Regions from separate parts of the Oryctolagus cuniculus genome. Here region 2 is linked to region 1. Evidence: chromatin contacts called from public Hi-C data. All regions are on one chromosome and are shown on one strand. The core of a region is the stretch at or near the end of the contact, and the rest is flanking DNA. Distances in the headings are between cores, read along the strand shown.

Region 1 (6,067 bases), core at 1,061-3,560:
TACTAGACATTCCAGCTTAGAAGAAATCTTCCCAAGGACTTGAATTTAACATGCTTTAGTTAATGACTCATTCACTCAGTTTCCTAGTCACTCTACTAAAACACCACAAATATGTTCCTCCCTCCCCCCCCACAAAAAAAGTGTCTCTGCGTGTTTTCCCGCCTCGGTCTTTCATAGTTTTCTGCTTGGTTCATATACACATTTTAAAACCCACATCAGTACTTCTGATCTCATTACTGGATCACAACAATGGTCCAAATGCATAAAGAATAGACCTGGCACTCTGTTACTGACCCTACTTTTACATGGCTTTAGACTTCCATCAAATCACTTAATCCTCACTACCTATTTTCCCAACTGTCAAATGGAGATAACTCCTGCTCTACCCACCTCACTTAGGATGGAAGAAGTGAATTAGTCAGTCAACAATCATTAAGAAGACTGTGTTAAGTTCTAGGGATACAAAAGTGAATACTAGAAGATTCTTGTCCATCAAGATCTCACCATCTAACACTTACAATAAGAAACTAGGGTTATGATAGAAAAAAGACCAGCAAATTTGAGTCAGACAGAGTAAGACTAATATACTCTGAGTATGCGCCTCTCCTTCATCACAGGTATTACAAGACTCTTGACAAAAATAATGTGTAAGACACCCAATAAGTGAGAGCTATGAGTATTATTTGTCAATGGATGAATGTGAAATTCGTAACAGACATAGAATGCAAGCTGTAAAATAAGAGACGGTACAGTAGGAAATACCAGTACTACAGCAGAAGGAATAGAGACGGGGAGGATGATTCTTCAACCGAATCAGAAATCGAGTGTTTGCCTGGGGAAAGAAGTGCAGAAACGTGCATCCCAGGTGGGGAGCACAGCATGACAGAGTACAGCAGGACATGCACAGTGCTGAAAAAGGAACAAAATAAATACGGCACTGAGTTTGAACTGAGTATTTATCCACCAAGGATTACGTGCCAGGTTCTGGGTTCACCCCTGTAACTTCATGAGGTAGACATTATAACCCCCGTTTGACAGATGAAGAAACTGAGGCTGAGCAAGCTCAAAGCAAGCTGCCCGCAGATACCTGCACGCTAAACGGACCCAAATAACTCCGGGAGACTCAAAACCGCATTCGCCAAAACGGGAAGTTCCCAACACACGCACATGCCCTACCTCGTTGCTTATCTTTGAAAACGCGATTTTAAGCTTCAAATAGGGTCACCATTTTACAACACCTCGGACACCTCTTCAAGGTTGCGTCATTTTTTTTTTCCCCCAGACTGCACTCCTAACTAGACTCGAATCAATGCGATCCTTCTTTGTCCTCGCCCAGCCGGGTTTTAGGCTCGAGGTACGGTCACTTGACAGTTCCTGAGGTAAACCCGGCAGGCCACGGTCCTGAGGTGGCACGACCCCAGGAAACCCAGACAACACCGAGGGCCCCGAGCCGCCTCCCCGGCCCTGCCCCCGGGACGCGCGCCTGCGTCTGCTCACCGAGGCTGAGATCCACCGGGCACCACGGCTGCAGGCCGCTCTCCAGGCCCCGCAGCGCCTCCATGATCCCCAGGCGCCGCGCGCCTCCGCGGGGCTCAACTTTCAAAGCTCGCTCCCGCGCGCGCTCCGAGACGTTCCTGCGGGCCAATCACAACGCACGAAATTTCCCGCGACCAATCAGCGCGCCGAGTCGTTCTCGCAGGCGTCACCACTCAGCTGGGTCGTCAGCCGCATGCGCAAAAGAAGGGGCGGGCTGCGGACGCGGCTTTTTTTTTTTTTTAAGCCCGTTAAAGTAAGGACCCGGAACTAGGGGAAAGCTTACTTCGTCCTTCCTGCCTCATTTTCCATAAGAGTCCCTGTCACGAGAATTTGGAACAGGGTGCTTTCTGTAATAACTATCACCCTTGCGCTCTGTCAAGTGGTATTTCGCGTGCGTGTCAAAGGGCGCTTTGCTCCGTAAGCTTATCTGAATGTGGACGGTAGCCCAACGTTTATAGAGTTAAAACGACAATGGAAAAAGAACCAAAAACATTTCGAGAGGACAGCTGCAGTTCTGATTTCGTAGCTCGGCTGGGCCCTAACTTAACTGGAATGAGGCCTTGGCTGCCATGTCAAGGAAGGGAAAGGCCGGCCTCCTTTTGTCGCACATGCGCAGTGAGCACACCGCCTGGCGGCCTGGAGGCCGCAGCGAGGGAGAGGCGTGCGCGCATGCGCGCAGCTTCTCCAGCGCATCCGGGCTGGAGCTGCCCTCCCCCTCCCCCGCCCGAAGCCGCCGAGGCACTTCGGTGGGTTGCACCGCTGGAGGTTGGGCGGCTGGCTGCGCTGCTCGGCGCCAGACCCCACCCGGTGGGCGGCAGGCCGCGCACGCCGGGCTCTGCGGGGGCTGCCCTCCCGGGGGCTGCACGGCAGACCCTCGCCCGCTCCCCGGCGCCGTCGCTCGGGCTGGCTCGGGGCTGGTGTGCGCGCTGCGCGGCGCCTCGGTGCTCCGCTGCTCGGGCGCTGCAGCCCGCAGTCGCTGCCTCCCCCGGGCAGCCGGGCAGCTGGCCGTCGCCCACCGCCGAGCCGGAGCCGCGCAGCCAGGCCGCGGCCCTCTGGCCTGCTCACCCCTAGGGCAGCGCGCGCCCCGGACGCAGGAGCGGTCCTCGCCGAGCCCGGCGCGGCCCCCCGCGGGGAGATGAGCTTCTTCGGCTTCGGGCAGAGCGTGGAGGTGGACATCCTGCTGAACGATGCGGAGAGTCGCAAGCGCGCCGAGCACAAGACGGAGGATGGGAAGAAGGAGAAATATTTCCTCTTCTACGACGGCGAGACCGTCTCCGGCAAGGTGAGCCTCGCGCTCAAGAACCCCAACAAGCGGCTGGAGCACCAGGGCATCAAGATCGAGTTCATCGGGCAGATCGGTGAGTGGCCGGCCTGCCCCCGACCCTCACGCAGGGCAGCCCCGGGGCCTGGGCTTCGGCCTCCCGCGCGGCCGGGCCTCCCCGCGGGGTGACAGCGCGCCGCCGGGGCTGGGGACCGAGCGCCCCGAGCTCGCTCGCTGCTGGTGCCAGCCCAGCCCCTGGCACATGGCCGCTGACCCCGGGATTTCGCAGGCAGGTGCTGGCGCGGAGCCTGCAGGTGGGTGTGTAGGGCGAGCATGCTGCCCGCAGCAGGGAGACCCTTAGTGCAGCCGGGCTCCGCCGCGCCCTGTTCTCTAGCGACGTGGTGTGGGCGCGGGCCCATGCGTGCCCTGTTGGCTCAGCTCGGGCCCGAGCTCCCTAGCCTTGCACGTGGCCGAGAAAAACCTGGAATCCGCAGCCTCCGCCGGCCTGCCTACCTGCCTCGCCCGCGTTTCTCAGACTTTCCTGTTAGTTTTCCGCTGGACTGGTTTTATCCGTAAAGACGGAGAAACAATGTTTCTAGAACGACAATGAACGGAGCCCACATCTGAACGCCCGCGGCCTCTTCAGGCAGTGAGCATCCATCGTTAGGAGGCAGCCAAAGGCAGTAACAGCTAAAAGGCGGTTGGCAGAGCTGCCTGCCCATCAAGGCCGGGGTGCCTGGTATTAAAACACTCAGGTGCTTCTAAAATAGACCCTTTCTGCCATTCAGTTGGAAGGAATTTGCCCGGTAAATCCTCCATGGGCTGCAAACACCCCTGGCAGAGAACACCCTGCCTTGCACGTGCACCGATGTGTTTAAAGACTGGGAAAGTCGCTGGCACCCTGAGCCTGCAGCACAGAATCGGGTCTCCCGTTTCACTAAGGCAGGACACACTGCAACGTAGGCAGGGGAAGCCGAGGTGAAGGGGTCCTGGTGGCCCAACTCTGCAGCCCACACTGCCTCTGCTTACTGAAGCCAGCTGAAATCAGGCTGAAGACGGAGCTAGTCCTGTGGGGTCCTTTATTGTTCTTTGTGCAACCAGAATGTGAGAGGCCCACTCCTGTCCTGGCAAAGGGGCTGAGGAGTGGTCTCTGGCCTCCTGCTCGCTGGACCCCAGGGCTTCTTAGCCAGACGTGCTTCTGCATCAGATGGTAGCAGCATGGCCAGCCTCCCCACCAGGTAACAGGAGGACCCCTCCTGTGACCACAGAAGCATCTTGAGATACACCCCATCCCCAGCACTCCACCAGCAGACAGGAGGAACTCCGGGCATTTTCTGCTAGGGATGACCGTACAAAGTGGTTGAGAAGTTCTTGCCTACCAGGAAATGGCATTTCTGAGTAGTTTTAAAGTTATTGCATCCCTTGTTTGGCTTCATAATGCCAATGTACACAGGAGTGTTTGGTATGTGTCTACACCATCACTCCGAGGTGCTGGTACAGTGCCCCTGTGTGGAAGATAACCCAGAATGGCTCCTACCCCCAACAGCAGGAAATGAACTGCTGGAGGAATGGTGTCAGTGTCCCCCTGGTGTAAACGGGAGGCTGCTGGCTGTGACTGCTCCTCCTGGCTTCCCTTCCGACTTCTTAACCTTCAGACGTCATCCCACTAAGAACTCTTCCTGGGCACTGTGGGCCGAGCTGACCACGGGACTCTGGGAAAGTTAGGCCCCTCTCTGGATCTCAGCTGTCTTAGCTGTACAGCGAGACTAATAAAATTGCCTGGTGAGAGTGTTGAGCATGTCAGGGAATTGTAGATCACGCCCTTATAAAGGATTCCTTTATGAAAATTAGGGCATTCGACATAATGATGTTCCTCTTAACAGATTCAATTATTAGTCACTGGCTTACTGCTCTTCCCCCAGGTCTCTCCAGATGACATTACACTTGCATGTTTCAGCCTTTGCCTTAAAGCTTCTGCTGCAGTCGTGTGGGCCAGTTCCAGCTGCGTGGTTAAAGGACTCTTGATTATTACTCTCCATTATTATGGATACATGAGAGACTAGTAATAGAACAATACAGAGTGACGAGCAAAACGTGTGTTTTTCTTATTTTGCTCTGGGATGTATTCCTTGATCAAGAACAAGGCATTGATGTATTTCCTCTTGATATAAAAGGAAGTTTGTGTTCATGAAACACATGTTGATCCTAAACACACACTGGCCTATTTTCTCTTTTTCCCATTTTATCCTCCTGGTCCCCTACAGAAGCAGGGTGTGACATGTTCGTGTCACACACCTACAGCAGTCACTGTGAATTGACCTCAGGGCACCAGAGCAGAGCTAGAGTGATTTTGCTGAAGTTGCGGTCTTGTGGTTTTCTCCTTCACTGCATTCTTAGACTGTGTGCGAAGTGGGCGGAGCTTCTTCTGTCGGGGTCTGAGGTCTGGCTGTATGGGTGATGTATATGGGGCTAAGAAAGTTGATGTCATTCAGCTGCATCCCCCTTCCGCTCTGACTTTGGACAGGGTTTTGGGAGGCAGGCAGGAAGAGGTGCTAATGTGTGCCCCGTCCCATCTCTCTGTAGCTTGCTCTGGCTGAGGCTCATCTGTGTCCATGACTCCACTGTCTTCTCATTTCTGATTACCCCTAAAACTGTTTCTTGGTCCTGACCCAAACTCCGTTGTGGCTTTCACACCCGTGTTTCCAGTTGCCTGCTGGGCATATCCGCTGGGATCCCCCTCAGATGTGTGTGGCAGTCTCCTTCCTGGCCTTTATGCATTTGTTTTTCTCATGCTCTGTAAGGGTGAGCTTTCTAAAGGGCACCTGTAACATTGTCAGTCTCCTCCTGTAAATTGTTCTCTGTCCTCTGTTTAAAGGGGAAAGTTACGTCCAGCTCCCTCCTGAGTCGATCCCTGCCTCTCTTTCAGGCCTCATTTCTCCCTAACCCTTTGTCTTTACCATCTGCAGCTTCCTCACAATACCCTATCCTTCTAGAATCTTGGCCTCTCCTCTTTGTACGTTGTCATCTTTCTGCAAGGTATGACATTCCACATACCCAAACTGTTATTCATGGCTCCACAGTCGTCAGAAATGTCAGGGCCACCAGAAAGCCTCCCCACACTTGCCCAGGCTGCCTTCAGCTCTTCCTCTAGAGGCTTCATTGATATCTCATCTCAAGCAGGAATTGACAAGGTTCTGACTTGTTTTTTAATTCAGGGACTACCTGTAGCCCATCAGGAGGCTGGTAGCTAATCTCCTGTCTTAGCACATA
Region 2 (6,067 bases), core at 2,247-4,746, 2.3 Mb after region 1:
AGTTAGTGTACAAAACAAATGGGGAAGATCTAAGCAATATATTGCAAACCTCATTAAAGGTCATCTAAGAATGTGAGAGGTATACTGTACCAAGATTGAAGGCTTTCATTTGAGTACTTATGCTGTGATCTGGTGACCAGGGTAGGCTGGGAAACATTCTGATAAAAAAGACTCCTTATTGAGTTGTACCAGAGTTGCTACTGAGAAAGAAGACTGACAGTAGGTAGGCATTCAAGACGTAGCATATTTTTTACTGCTCAAACTATTTTAAATCTCTGAGTATTATACCTGATCTAATACATGGAGAAAATATGATCAGAAACATTGATAATTATAGTTTCTATGGTTGATTAGAAGATTGAAAACCGTAGATTTGTACCATGGATTTTTGAGAAGAATACATGAAATGTGCATATCAGAGTGGCTATAATGTGTGGTCTTTATAGTGCTTCCTAATAATGACTAGATAGCAACTATGAAAGAAGAAACAGTAAGCACCCATGTAGACAGAGTGAGGTGAGCCATTGGTTTCAACAGGCCTCTACCACTACCCAGTCCCATTTATTACACAGGGGACACAAAAACACAGTGACCATGGTGGCTCAAATGGAAAGTGATCATAGACTTATTAAACATAGATTTATTAGCATAGGCTAACTTTCAATAAGGACGACCCAGGTGCTGCCACTGCTGTTTAGACAATCTGCCAACCAAAGAGACTAACACTGATGCTATGCTTCACAATTTCATGAGGTGACCATCAAGGTAGTTGATGAAAACTGATCGATTTGATTGGAATCTCTGTATATATATATTAAATCAAAGTTTGCCCTGTCTTCTTGCAGTTCCTCAGTCATCACTACTATTTGAAGAATCACTGAGTTTTGTTTCCCAGACATGAGATTATAAATACAATGAGGTTATGCATACAATTTCCTAGGAATATAAATCTCATTGTACTTCAACTAACATGAGGCAGGTGACTAAATAATGGCATCCACTCTTTCTATCATACATGACACCATCCAGAATTTGTCATCCTAATAGAGCATCGACATGAATTCAGATGAAATGGTTCTGTGAGACTGAAAGGTGGCATCATCATGTGGGTCACTCTACATCTTTGAAATTAATGGATTTTCAAGGTACTGACAGGTTATTATGTAGAAGGAATTGGTCCATGAAATCAGAATGCATGAAGGCGTATCAGCTTATCATCATCATTCTTACATGGCATTTTTGTTCTGCTCTCCAGAATTTTAATTTATGTGGCCTAGATGTTCTCAATCCCAATGTAGGAATGCTCCTACAGGGACGGATGTAGGAGTTCAATGAATTTTAATGTATGGCTGCTGCCATGTCACTTTGAGCTCCCTTTTGTCTCAAAAGACTTACTGGCAAGAAACGCCTTTATCCTGGCAAAAGTAAAAGACTCTGAACATGTAATGGGTGGTGAAAAGAAGCATTTTCCTGACATGGGTTTCTGGGTATTTATAATCTTATCACAGGCCAAACAACTTTATTAACTTAAAATTAGCCTGTTTTAGATTATTGATTTATTGAATTTTGAGTTCTGTCTGTGGTTGCCTAATGTTTTACCAAATGATTTCCAAGGCCTCATAGAGCCAGTGGGCCATATGTTCCCCACTTCTGATAATAGGAAAGTATTGCTACATAATAGAGGCAAATATGTATATGTTGGGAGCTATGGTTGCACACTAGATTGACTTCTGCTTTTCCAAAGTCCAGTTGTAAGATATGTGGACTAATACATCAGTCACTTCCTTAGTGAGGAATGGTAAATCAGCCACTGAAAAAACTTAGTGATGAGAGTTTTCACAATCTCAAAGCCACTGTGGGTTGTAACATAATAGATTAATTTGTACAAACTCACATTTCATTGTATTGATGGAGCAAACCAGGAATTGGGAATACTTCTGTATAAGGAGTCTATAAGGCTTGTGGGTTATGTAATTTCTGTTATGACTTAACAACCCTGTTTTGTTAGCGTGAAACCAAGTGTACACAAAGTAAAAATGATCTGTCATAGCAGAATTTATCCCAACTGACATTTGGGCTATATGAATAGATTCACTGTAATACTATAAAGGCAACAGTACATAGATCATACCATAGATTTCTCAAGAAGGTATCTTTTGTTTATACTTAGAGTATAATTATTGTTATAAATTCTTTCTGTACCAACTAAAATTGGTAAATTAATTCATTTGGTGCCCACTTATTGAACACTTATATTTGTTAGATTCAATGGCAATCACAGGAAATATCTCCTTAAAGGATTCAAAAATACTTCTAAATAATCCTCAGATCTTACACTACCATAAAGATGACAGCTATAAATTCAGTGATCTCTGGGGACTGGTGCTGAGGCGTAGAAGGCTAAGGCTCTGCCTGCAGCACCAGCATTCCATATGGACACTGGTTCACATCCTGGCTGCTCCTTTTCTGATCCATCTGTCTTCCTGTGGACTGGGAAAGCATTAGAATATGACCCCAGTGCTCAGGCCCTGGCACGCATGTGGGAGACCCAGGACAAGCGCTTGACTCCTGGCTTTGGATCTTCTCAGCTCTGGCTGTTGTGGCCATTTGAGGAGTGAACCAGAGGAAGGAAGACCTCTTTCTATCACTCTCTGTAACTATACCTCTCAAATAAATAAAATCTTTAAAAAATGTTCTCTGAAGGGGAGGAGCCGAGATCCAGCGTGGCGCCAGCCATGACCTCCACTTCTGGCTTCCTGAACCTCTTGGGACCCCCCACTTCCGGCTTCCGGACCCCACTAGGAGGAGCCACACCATCACTACTGGCTCCCAGACATCTTACTTCCGGCCAGCCAAGGCTATCCATAGAACTTGTAGAACGTTTTGGGTGCACTCGGCATGAGTCTGGCCCAGGGGAGCAGGTCAATCAGCCGCCCCCCCCCCCGGCTCTAACGCTGCAGCCCTGGTCCCTAACCCCAGCAGCCCAAGGACATCTGCGAGGATCTGCGCGGCTCCCGGTGCCAGCTGCCCTGCCCCTCACATCCTCAGCTCCCATCCAAGCACCGGAGCCTGCAACAGAGGTCCATCCAGGTCTCCAGCAGGTGCACAGGGCCCGCCAGAAGCTCCATCGGGCTCTCCTAGGAGCTTCATCCGGGTCTCTAGCAGGTGCACAGGAACCCCGAGCTTTCACCAGGAGCTCCATCCAGGTCTCCAGCAGGTGCACAGGGCCATGAGCCTGCACCAGGAGCTCCATCCGGGTCTCCAGCAGGTGCACGGAGCCCGAACCTGCACCAGGAGCTCATCCTGGTCTCCAGCAGGTGCATGGGACCGGACCCTAGCCACCCCAGTTCAAGGCCATTTCCCAGATGCGACCCCGAGGCTGACGGGCGGGACCGTGGAAAAATCAAGAACCGTGGGAAAATTCAGGGACCCTGTGAAAAAACCAGGAGCATGGGAAATTTCCGGGTTGGCGCCTTCGGGCTCGGGGCGGGGAGTCCAGGGCCCGCCCGGGGTGGTCTCCGGGGAGCGCGCCTCCCGTGCACGCGTCCGGCGGACCGGAAGCCGCCCGCTGGGGGCCGCGTAGATGCAGCTGGCTGCGCTCTGGGTTCGATTCGGGGGTCGCCGAGCCGCAGCGAGGGTCCCTGCTATGAGGAGACCCGTCCCCTCTGCACGCGGAGTCCCGCGCCCCTCCCGTGCGCCTCCGTCCGGGTTGTCTACGCACCCATTAGGGAGTCTGCCGAGGTCGAAGAGGAGGTGAGTGACAGGTCGCGCGATCCCGGGTGCCGCCATGTTGGGGGGCGCTGGGGTTAGTAAAAGAAGCGCCCCGGAGGCCTTAAGCATGCGCACTGGAGACAGCCGCACCCAAGGGCGGAGACAGGCATAGCGCAAGCACGAACAGGCATTTTCTTCATTGCTCCGTTGCTAGGCATTCGGCGTTCCGAGGCGCTGGGACTTGGCGCACGCGCCGTCCGGCTTTCTCCCCGTCGCTAGGCAACCCGCGTAGCCGCGTTTGTGCCCGCTTGGGACTTTGCGCACGCGTGCTTCGGCCTTCTCGTTGCTAGGCAACCCCGCGCAAGCGCGCTCGCGTTCAGCCGCTGATCAGTTACCTCAGCAAATGCCACTGTGGTCCTGATGGGGGAACTGGGCGGCTCTGGCTCTAGTGATTGACAGGCGCGGGGCCGGCGCATGCGTACTGCGGCGTCTCTGTCAGCGCCCTGGCGGGTTAGCCAACCCATCATACAAGTGTTTGTTAACATCCCATAATAGAGGCCCGACGTAATTGTTTCCCCCTTCATGATTTATGCACGGCTTCAGATCACAACGCCAACACTTTCTGGAGGCCCCACTTCCCCTGGGTGCCGTTCGTGCTGCGAGGGCGGAGTCACCCCAGTGTGTGCCTCCAGTGCTTATTCCGACTTCTGACGGGGGCGGCAGCCATGTTGGAATCTGGCAGTGATAGGAGCAGCAGCTATATTGGTTGCTGGCAATTTCTCTTTCTCACAGAAACGGTAGCCATATTGGATTCCAATGTCATCTGACAGGAGTGGCAGCCATGTTGGATTCTGGCAATTTCTCGTCGTGACGGCCCCGAAAGCCATGTTGGATGCTGGGAATTTCTCATTCTGACGGGACGGGCAGCCATGTTGGAACCTGGCAATTTCTCCTTGTGACAGGAGCGGTAGCCATATTGGCTTCTGTCAATTTCTCGTTCTTATGTGCACGGCGGCCATATTGGTTTCTGGCAAATTTTTTTCTGACAGGAACGGCAGCCATATTGGATTGTGGCTTTTTTATTCTTTTTTTCTGACAGGAGCGGCAGCCAAGTTCGATACCAATTTCTTTTAACAGGAAAAGTAGCCATCTTGGATCCTAGCGATTTCTTCTTCTGACAGGAGTGGCAGCCATGTTGGAGTCTGGCAATTTCTCGTATTAACGGGAGTGGCAGCCATGTTGGATGCTGGCAGCTTCAAGTTCTGACAGGAGTGGCAGCCATATTGGATCCGCCCATCATGGATCCTGGCAACATTGATGGACAGCGGGCAGCACAGGGACAAGCCGCTGCTTCTAGAATTCCCAGAATTCCCATTCCCCATTTCTGTACTCGGAAATTCGAATTTCTGACAGAAAATTTTCTGACAGAAACATGGGTACGTTTCTGTCAGAAAAGGTATTTTTATGGCCAAAGAGCATTTTTAATGATTAAACAGTCTTCACGAATTAAAAAATTTTATGGAGTGACTGCCAGGTTTCTGATAAGTGATTGACAGGCTTTCCGGGGTGATGGACAGGTGTCTCCACCTCTCCAGTATTACAAATTTCCAAACAATAACCAAGGCCCATGGATTTGTGCTCAGTGATTGCCTCATCCTTTGCCAGAATCTACCGCCCACACTGGTGATGCTGGCCTTGCACAACCCCGGGTGTTGACACAGGGAACAAATTCCTCGCGGCTGTTGTTTGTGCGGCTCAGGGGCCTTGACCTCCGGATGGAACGTTAAGGACACACAGAGCCCAGGGAGGATTACACACGGCCCTGAGCCTGCACCAGGAGTTCCATCCAGGTCTCCAGCAGGTGCAGGAAGCCCGAGCCTGCACCAGGAGCTCCATCCGGGTCTCCAGCAGGTGCACGGAGCCCAAGCCTGCACCAGGAGCTCCATCCGGGTATCCAGTGGGTTCACGGGGCCCAAGCCTACACCAGGAGCTCCATCCGGGTCTCCAGCAGGTGCACGGGACCCGAGCCTGCACCAGGAGCTCCATACGGGACTCCAGCAGGTACACGGGGCCCGAGCCTGCACCAGGAGCTCCATCCTGGTCTCCAGCAGGTGCATGGGGCCCCTAGGAGCTCATCCGGGTGATCAGCAGGTGCACGAGGGCCTGAGCCTGCACCAGGATCTCCATCCGGGTTTCCTGCAGGTGCACAGGGCCCCCAGGAGCTCCCTGTCCCCTCCATGACCCTGTACAGGAAGTCCTCTGATGATTGACAGCTTAATTATGTGTGCCACGGGGCCTGGCAGGTGCACCCAGCCACCCCCAGAGCGGCTCCGTCACCCTTAGACTCAGCCGTGAG

The links. Hi-C and Micro-C count contacts between places; a contact is called where the count stands out from the background.
Region 2: a contact with region 1 is called in a Hi-C map of an unstated tissue, with 4 times the contacts expected there. The contact joins the promoter of STS here to the promoter of VPS26B in region 1. A contact is called at or near these places in 2 of 6 Hi-C or Micro-C datasets (ear pinna and an unstated tissue).

Annotation. Positions count from the first base shown.
Region 1 is chr1:128,403,662-128,409,728 of mOryCun1.1, forward strand. VPS26B (VPS26 retromer complex component B) reads left to right here and starts at 2,311. Exons shown (of 6, transcript XM_002721557.4): 1 at 2,311-2,894. The coding sequence starts at 2,672. NCAPD3 (non-SMC condensin II complex subunit D3) reads right to left here and starts at 2,126. Exons shown (of 34, transcript XM_051834481.2): 1 at 1,498-2,126. The coding sequence starts at 1,561.
Region 2 is chr1:130,713,913-130,719,979 of mOryCun1.1, forward strand. It overlaps STS (steroid sulfatase), which reads left to right and starts at 3,497. Exons shown (of 10, transcript XM_008249263.4): 1 at 3,497-3,753. The coding sequence starts at 3,584.